Regions from separate parts of the Mus musculus genome. Here region 2 is linked to region 1. The links are chromatin contacts, called in public Micro-C maps. All regions are on one chromosome and are shown on one strand. The core of a region is the stretch at or near the end of the contact, and the rest is flanking DNA. Distances in the headings are between cores, read along the strand shown.

Region 1 (3,965 bases), core at 409-2,908:
GACCCTACAGCCCACCTCACCCTGCTGCATGCACCACAGCCCTCTGCCTGTCCTGTCCATCCCTTCCCTACAGCCTGACTAGGGCAGGTGACCAGCCACACCTGCAAAATGGCCGCCGCAGGTGCGGTCCCAGCCCCCCTGAACCCCACAGCTTCTGAAGCCGCCGCTGCCTCCTTAGACAGAGGCGCTGGGCACGTTGCCCTGGCAGCCGCCTTCGGCCAGCTCGGAGTGACCGCGTCTTCAGCGAACTTGCGCTGAGGCTGCGGGTCCCCAAGATTGGACTAGCACTGGCAGCGACTCTCCGCACCTCCTCCACCAGCAGTCACTTGATCCAATCCGCTTGCCCTAGCAGGCCTTTAATCCCAGCAATGCGGTCCCCTCTTAGGAAGGCTAGCCACTGGGGGACGGGTCCTCTGGTCTCTGAGAGAGAAAAAATTCCCATTCCTGGGGACGTGGGCGCGCATCGGGTCCGCGCCCGGGCGACGTCGCGCCGGCGCCCAGCAGGCCCCATGACTTGGCAATCCCTCTGTCCCCTCCCCCTCCCGCTCCCGTTCCTGCGGCCCCCAGCAGCCTGCACCTCACTGCACCGCAGACCCACCCTCTCCCTTAGCCCCAATGTGGTCCCTGTCCCTTCGGGAGCAGAGGGCGGTGGCCTTCCCAAGGGAAGCAGCTGGGGAGAGGAGTGGCTTAATGAGGGAATGCGAGGGTCTTCACAGGCAATGTTCCTAGAGTCAACTGACGCCAGACTCCCCGAGACCTCTGTCATCCCAGACGACGCGTCTCCCAGCCCCCTCCCTCCAGCCTGGGACCACACCTGTTACTGGGGCACTGGCTTTGTAGCCGCCAGGCATGTCTGCTGGTGGTTCCTCCCACACTGTGTCTTTCTGGAAGGGAAATGGGGTCTCTGAAGGGAGGAGCATCGGGAGCACTAGGAGTGATGGGCAGCATTAAGCCAGTGCCTGGCCGTGGCTCCGCATCCCCCGCCCCGCCCGCCTGTTTTGCTGTCGGCTCCAGCATCTGCCCTCCCCCACCAGAGACCAGAGCGGCTGCCCCGCGTACTCTCCCTAGGGCCTGGATCAGCAGCCGTGCCCCGTCTCGACGCCCCTCAGCCTAGTCCTGGTCCCTACTTGGCATCTCTGCCTCCCCTCCCCCGCGGTTCTGTCGCATCCCTCTGGGTAGCTCCTCTGCAGTGGAGGGATACGGGGAAAGGAGGCTGTGCCCAGATCTGCTTGTTCCTCTAGCTGGCGACCTCCACCCACATGGGCCAAGTATCGCGCCTCAGCAAAAGAGTCTTTTCTGTGGCCCTGAAAAGCTTCGCAGGAAGCACTGACACCCCTGAATTCGCCCCTTTGTTCTTCTAAGAGGCGGGGGAAGGTCGGGGGAAGGGAAGCCGCAGCTCCAAGCCCGCGCTTCGGGCTGCGACAAGGACATTGGCGTTGGTCCGGAATCTCCCATCAGATGCACATTTAGTGCGGGTGCCCGATGCCAGGGACAGGTGCGGGATGATGAGCGCGGATGGCGACAGGCCGTGGGGGCAGTAGCCTTACCTCTCAGGCGTCACTGGGGATAGCCGTGCATGGGCACTGGCACCGGGGAGGGTCCCCGATCCTGGAACTGATGCTTCTTACTGCCTGCTCCTGGTGCTGTGACGATGGCACCGCGTGACGGGCTCCGCGCCCCCGACCCGGCCCTCCCCAAGCCCCTCCCGATGCGCTGGTTGGCTGAGCGCTGCGTCCGAGGCTCAGCCGCCAGCTGGTTTGTCGCACAGGGAGAGGGACGGGCAAAGCGGCACAGAAGAGACGAGGTTGGAGCGGGAGGGGGTTGGGGCAGGGCTGTGACATCACCAGTGAGAGGTGGGAGACGGACGCCCGTAATCGGGTGCAGCACCCCCTCGCTCAGCAGTGCCTATCACTCCCAAAGGAGAGGGACCCGGTGGCGCCCAGCTGAACCTGCCTGCAGACCCTGAGCCCTTCCTCATGCTGACTGCTTTCAATTGAAATCATAAAAACTGTAAAACATCCATCTGCAGGACCAAGAGACATCAACACAGGCTTATCGTGGGGGGTGGGGGGAAGGCTAGGATGGGGTTGAGGCGCATCTTTCACTGAAGAGGGGATTTTGGGGCGGGTTAGGGATTTAGACTCCAAGTGTTAACAGGTAGGTCTCAAAAATCTCATCTGGCTTTTGGGCCCTATCACCAGAGAAAAGTCAGAGCGTTGCAGAGAGCTCTGCTGACTGGGTGAAGCTACAGACGGCAGGCTAACCCGCACCTCTTTTCCTCACACATCCTTCCGTCAGGTGGAGATCTCCTCCTTGTCCCCCTCCCTGTTCCATGGGTCCTAGACCATCATCACACACGGTCACTCCAGCCTAAATCCTCAGGACTTCAACCCACACGCTTCCCTGGATCCTCGATGGCAAACCTCAGCCTTCACCAAGTCTCAGATTTTCCTTTTTCAGTGAGGGTTGGCTGGCAGCTGGGTGAATTACAGGGCCAACCACAGCCCGGGGCTGAGTAACTCAGCTAAGGCCTATGGTCAGCTCTCCCACCAGGACTCCCCGCACTGCGGTGGTGGGAGTGATGACATCACGTTACCATAAAACTAGGGTTTCAAGCTTCCTCTTCAAAAAGCTCCTGCCAGCAGCATCCTCTACCCCTGGCAGTTGCTGGGCACTTTAAATGGTTGTCCACTTAATCCACAGCAGCCTGAGTGAGGCGGGGGCCCAACCTCAGTTGGCAACTGTGTAGCAAGAGGCAGCAGCACTGGTAGGCAGCACAGGCCAGATCCCCATCTTCTGACTGAGACTACCCCCTTTCCCGCCCCACCCCTCCAAAGCCGGGGTGGGGGGAAGCTTCACCCCTTTCTGTTCCTCAATATCACCCGAATAAGAATACCTTCAAGGATGGCAGGAACAGAAAGGCACAGTGTTTATGACTCCATTTTCCGCTGCACTTGTTAATCCCGGCACAGCTTTTTCTAGACATTCCTCTCGTTTGGATATTTGAATTGCTAGCATGTGGAGGTATGTTCACTAATTTGGTCCATTGCTGTGACAAGAGCGACTAACAGAAAGAAAGAGTTTATTGTAGTGCATGGCTTGAAAAAGTATACTGTTCATTGCAGCGGGAAGGCTTGTTTCTGGGAGGATGAGTGAGTTAGCCAGAGCTTAAGGCAGTCAGTCACATCGTGTCCACAGTAGGGAAGCAGAGAGCAAGGAATGCTGGTCCCAGATCACTTCCTTTTTTATTCCGTTCAGGACCGCAGCCCATGAGATTGCGCTGCCCACATTCAGGGTGGGTTCTTTCCTCCTTTCAGGAAACACCTCATAGACAAAGTCCTCCTGGGAGTTTAAACTTCAGCCAGGTTGTCAGTGAAGACGGACCACCACACCATTCTTACACTTATTGTGTCTGCACTTTAAAAAAAAAATCTCTGTTATATACATTCCTCCCACTTTGTGGAGTGTGCATGATGCATTCATGAGGGAGACAACATGTGTGTGCAGGTGCTTTGTATGTGTGCACAAACATGTAACAGCCAGATGTTGACACTGAACGTCTTCCTCAGTTGCCCACCCGGAGCTTGCTGATCTACTCTCCTCTCTCTTCTGTCTGTCTTCTCTCTCTCTCTTCTGTCTTCTCTCTCTCTCTCTCTCTCTCTCTCTCTCTCTCTCTCTCTCTCTCTCTCTCTCTCTCTCTCTCTTTCTTACAGGCAGGTCCAGGGACGGGGAAATCTGAGCTCCAGTCCTTCAAGCCTTTGAAGCAAACCCTTACCTACTGAGCCATCTGCCCAGCTCCCATTTCTTCTTTTCAGTATGGTTTAAAAATATTGTCAGAAGTTCAACGTTAGTTTTGTGCATCTTCTTGGTTTCCCCATTATTTTACTTACTTCATTTGTCATCTGCTATTTCCTTCATCTTTGGATTCTGTTCATAGCTCTCTCAAAGCCTTTCAGTATTTTAAA
Region 2 (3,970 bases), core at 202-2,701, 130 kb after region 1:
CACGCCTGGCACCAGAGGCTGATCTTCTCTAGCCAACTGTACAGCAAAACATTTCACATCTCCAGCCTTGGCTTACCCCTCTGCCAATCAGGATCACTACACAAAGCTGGAGGGGTGGGACAGAGGAAGGCAAGCCATGTACCAGGTGTGGGGTAGACGTGGTCAGTGCAAACAAAAATGGTCTCCTTAAATTTGGTGCCTGGTCCCCGACGCTGAGGGTTGGGCGTATCACAGTGGTGAGTCTGCTAAGAACAGGATCTGTGTAAGCTAGGTACCCCTGACTGACACACGGAGAACTCTCTGCTATACTTGAAAAATAATATGCAATGTCCCTTGTGGAACTGAGACACAGCACATGCTTGTTAGAGAGATTTTGGGAAATCCAGAAAAATGCAAAGCCAGCACAAACCAGAATCTCCGGGGCAGCTGCTGCTACTTCTGTAGCTTTTCTTTTTCTTCCTTGCTTCTCTTTGAGAGGCAGCATCTTGTCTTTGGGGATCCCAGACTTGGCTTATAGTCACATTATCCAACAGTAGGATCTGGGTGCAGACAAGGTGGTGAGAACTGAGGCCCCCAAGAGGCGCCAAGGGGACACAGAAAAAGACCAGGTTGCACCCCTGAGGCAGGACAGCCACTTACAAAGCAATTCTTAAGAAGATCGAGAAAGGTTAAGGAGCCACAGCAACTAACTTGCCCCCAGGGCCTGGGTGACCAGCCTACCCCGCAGGTTTCCCTAACATTGTCCAGCTGTGCTGCATGACTGATCCCATAGGGGAAAGTCCTTACACGAGAGAAAGCTAAGTAAGTCTTCGAGTCTCCCAGACCCAAGGTTCATCCTCAGTGAAACCAGAAAAGGAATAGACCCTAGGACAGGTTTCAGCTGGTTCTGAAAGTTGATGTCCTAACTTAGGGCTGGGGTGTGGCCACGCAAGGTTTGTGTAAGTGTTGTAGGGAGAAGTGGCCCAGACTGGCATTCTGTCAGGAAAAGCCAGATGCTCTGGCCTGACAGGGACCCCAGAGGACACACAGGAAGCCTGTTCAAAATCAGGCCTTAGGGCAACAAGTCAGCTTCAGAACTGCTGGGTTTGCCCACGCTCCTCCTGTGGGCAGGCCTTAAGCTGGTGACAGGAGACTGTAAGTCCTCACCTCAACATAGCCCAAATGCAAGAGAGCAAAAGGGCCTCGGTTTGGAGGTGGAGCCAACCCAGTACTAGTTCGGCTTTAATGAGCCTCGACACAGAAGGGCCTGGGAGCTACGCTCCGCTCCCGCACCCTCCCACTCCGCGGACCAGCAAGTTAAAAATGCCACTATTTGCATGACCCCGCCTCTCCCCGCCCCTCCCGAGTGGCCGGCTGGGCAGGCTATTTAAACCCCGGTCCCCGCGTTAGGCAGGCGGTCCGCAGTCGTGCCTCACGCCTTCCTAAGCTGCGCGGGTCTCCGGAGTGCGACGCGAGCTAGCGGAAGGGAACTGTGCGGCCAGTCGGTCGTGCGGTGACTGCAGCCACCTGCCCGAGCCCCGTGGCCCGCCCTCAGATCCCGGCGATGCGCCTCGGCGCCGCCTGGGCGCTGCTGCTGGCCGCAGCCCTGGGGCTCGGGACGCGCGGGGTGCGCGCTGCCGTGGCCCTCGCCGACTTCTACCCGTTCGGCACGAAGCGCGGCGACACCGTCACCCCGAAGCAGGACGACGGCGGCTCAGGGCTGCAACCACTCTCGGTGCCCTTTCCGTTCTTCGGCGCCGAGCACTCCGGACTCTACGTGAGTAACCCCGAGCTCGAGGGGGCTCCGGGGAGGGCGCCGCTGCCCTCCACCCCAACTCTTGCCGCTGCCGCCGCCAGCAACTTGGCACCGCGGCAGCCAGAGGTGGAATGAGGACAGCGCTTCCTCTCTCCCGCGGCCAAGGCCGGACAGCGACTGGCGGGAGAGGCGTGGGCAGGGCGGGGCGAGCAACCGCCAGGGCACCTAGGCGACAGCCAGGCCAGCGGAACGCGGCGCGCCCCTGCTGCTCAAGGCCCGACCTGTTTGGGACGTTGGCAGAGTTCGACAGGCTTCCGCAGAGCTGCGGGTCCCCCAGTGCCTAGTGGGGAGCCTTCGATCCTGTTCCTTCACAGTGAGCTATGTGGTAGTAGGCACATGGCCTCTGGCCACAGTTACCCTAGTGGGGTATCTGGCTTGTGATGGTCTCAGCCCTCTCTAAGCCATTTCAACCTCACCCACAGTTAACACCCAAGGCCCACAGCCAGAAGGAATTCGGGCATGATTTGCTTAGTTGCAGGAGACCTGCGCTGGGCAGGGCTGGCAGCTAGGGGCAGTGTAGAGGGGCTTACCCCTTCCCCTCCCCATCTTAGTCCCCTGGAGGTTGGCCACCAAGATCAGACCCTCTAAACAGGGCTCCCAAGGGTAATTCCTCACTCCAGCCCCAGACACGAATGCTGGAGAGGTCTCAGTGGATTGCAGAACCTGAGTGCCAGCCTCCATGTTCTCAGGGTCTGACCCTGCGCCAGTCACCTGTGCACAAAGGGATGATCTGTAGTGAAATGAGCCTCCTGAATTACTCAAATCCACTTAGAAACGCCAGAGCCAACGTAGTCTATAGTTAAAGCACCATCTTCTCACACACCCTCTGCCGAATCCAACACCAATCACCATTAGCTCTACCAATGATTTTGCCATTAGTGCCACCACATCCACTATCACCGCCTCCACTGGCACACTCACCTCCGCCATAAGCACTGCTGCCTTCAGCCGCCATACTGTCATCCCTACCATCTTGAACACTGCCTCCATCACCAGCCACGTGGTCTGCATTGCCATCCTCCTGGCCACCACTGTCCACGGGGCCTATTCACCGCCACCACCATCTCCAGAACCCTGTACCCCACAGTGACAAACATCACACAGTCCACCACTGTGTCACAACCTGGTGGCTGACTTCCCTGTGCCAACTCAGAATGGCCTCCTCACCTTGGTGGCAGTGCCTGGTGCTATAACCATGGAGGGGCATAGAGGGAGAAGAAAGGGAAGACATCCCTGATAATCCTTCTGCCCTGGGACTTGGCAGAGCAAAGATTTCTTATAGTAGGCAGTAGACAAGAAGAGCTGTGTTCTGGGTCTGCCCAGCAGGAAGAGGCCTGTACATCCTAGGAATGTGGAGACTCACCCTAACAGAGCTGTCTAAATGTTCTTTAAGCATTCTGGCTAGCCTTGGATTTTCCACTCCAAGTCACAGGTGAAAATATTATTAAAATGTTTAGTTGACCTTTTTAACATGAGCAACCGACCTCTGGCTCTTAGAGAAATACACACCCTACCAGAGCCTCTCCCTGAAATGTAGATACTCTTTAGAAAATACTCGCTGGTGTGGTCATGGTGCGCACAGCGAACCTCACCTTTCCCATTGCTCTGTGGGAAAGGAAATGGAATTCTCCGAGAAGCCGCGCCCATACATCTGGCCTGAAACAGCACTTAGGGCACATGTATAGGTGACAGGCCACATCAAGGCTATGTGGAGAAAAGGAGGCAATGAGTCTGGAGCAGGGTGTCTGCTGAGTGTCCCCAGCCCCACCCAGGCTGAGAGGACCCCGGATGCCTCTGCTCGGGCCCTCATCCTGCATAGTGAGGTAGGGCGTCAGTAGCTCTCCTGGCTTTGACGGCTTGCCTAAGAGTAGGCTTGTTGGAATAGTGAGTGAAAGAATGAATGCCCCATATTTCTGTGTCACTCCACATTCCAACAAGAATGTCCTTAGGGAGGCTCAGACCTGTTCCCAGACTGACAGCTCCATCTTGAGGGTGGCTCCTATCTAGAAAGGACCTTGCATTCAGCCGCTTGCTTCCTTGTGTCCTAGTAACTGGCCCTGGAGTTGCTAAGAGCATGTGGTGTTGCTTACACCATTTGAGCACAGGTAAGGAGAAGCTCCTGGCGGGTGTGGGGTACTGCCCACCACCTGCTGGCTGGAAATGTTACTACTGCCA

What was found. A called contact is a pair of places that touch in the nucleus more often than the background predicts.
Region 2: a Micro-C map of embryonic stem cells shows a contact between it and region 1, with 1.8 times the contacts expected there. The contact joins the promoter of Sned1 here to the promoter of Kif1a in region 1. A contact is called at or near these places in 7 of 39 promoter capture datasets (the HPC-7 cell line, embryonic stem cells, epiblast stem cells and 3 more), 2 of 484 Hi-C or Micro-C datasets (embryonic stem cells and uterus), 1 of 115 datasets of contacts at active chromatin or transcription factors (embryonic stem cells) and 1 of 9 other capture datasets (pancreatic islet).

The regions. Positions count from the first base shown.
Region 1 is chr1:93,100,216-93,104,180 of GRCm38.p6, forward strand. Kif1a (kinesin family member 1A) reads right to left here and starts at 1,659. Exons shown (of 49, transcript NM_001368847.1): 1 at 1,548-1,659.
Region 2 is chr1:93,234,446-93,238,415 of GRCm38.p6, forward strand. Sned1 (sushi, nidogen and EGF-like domains 1) reads left to right here and starts at 1,452. Exons shown (of 31, transcript NM_172463.4): 1 at 1,452-1,756. The coding sequence starts at 1,544.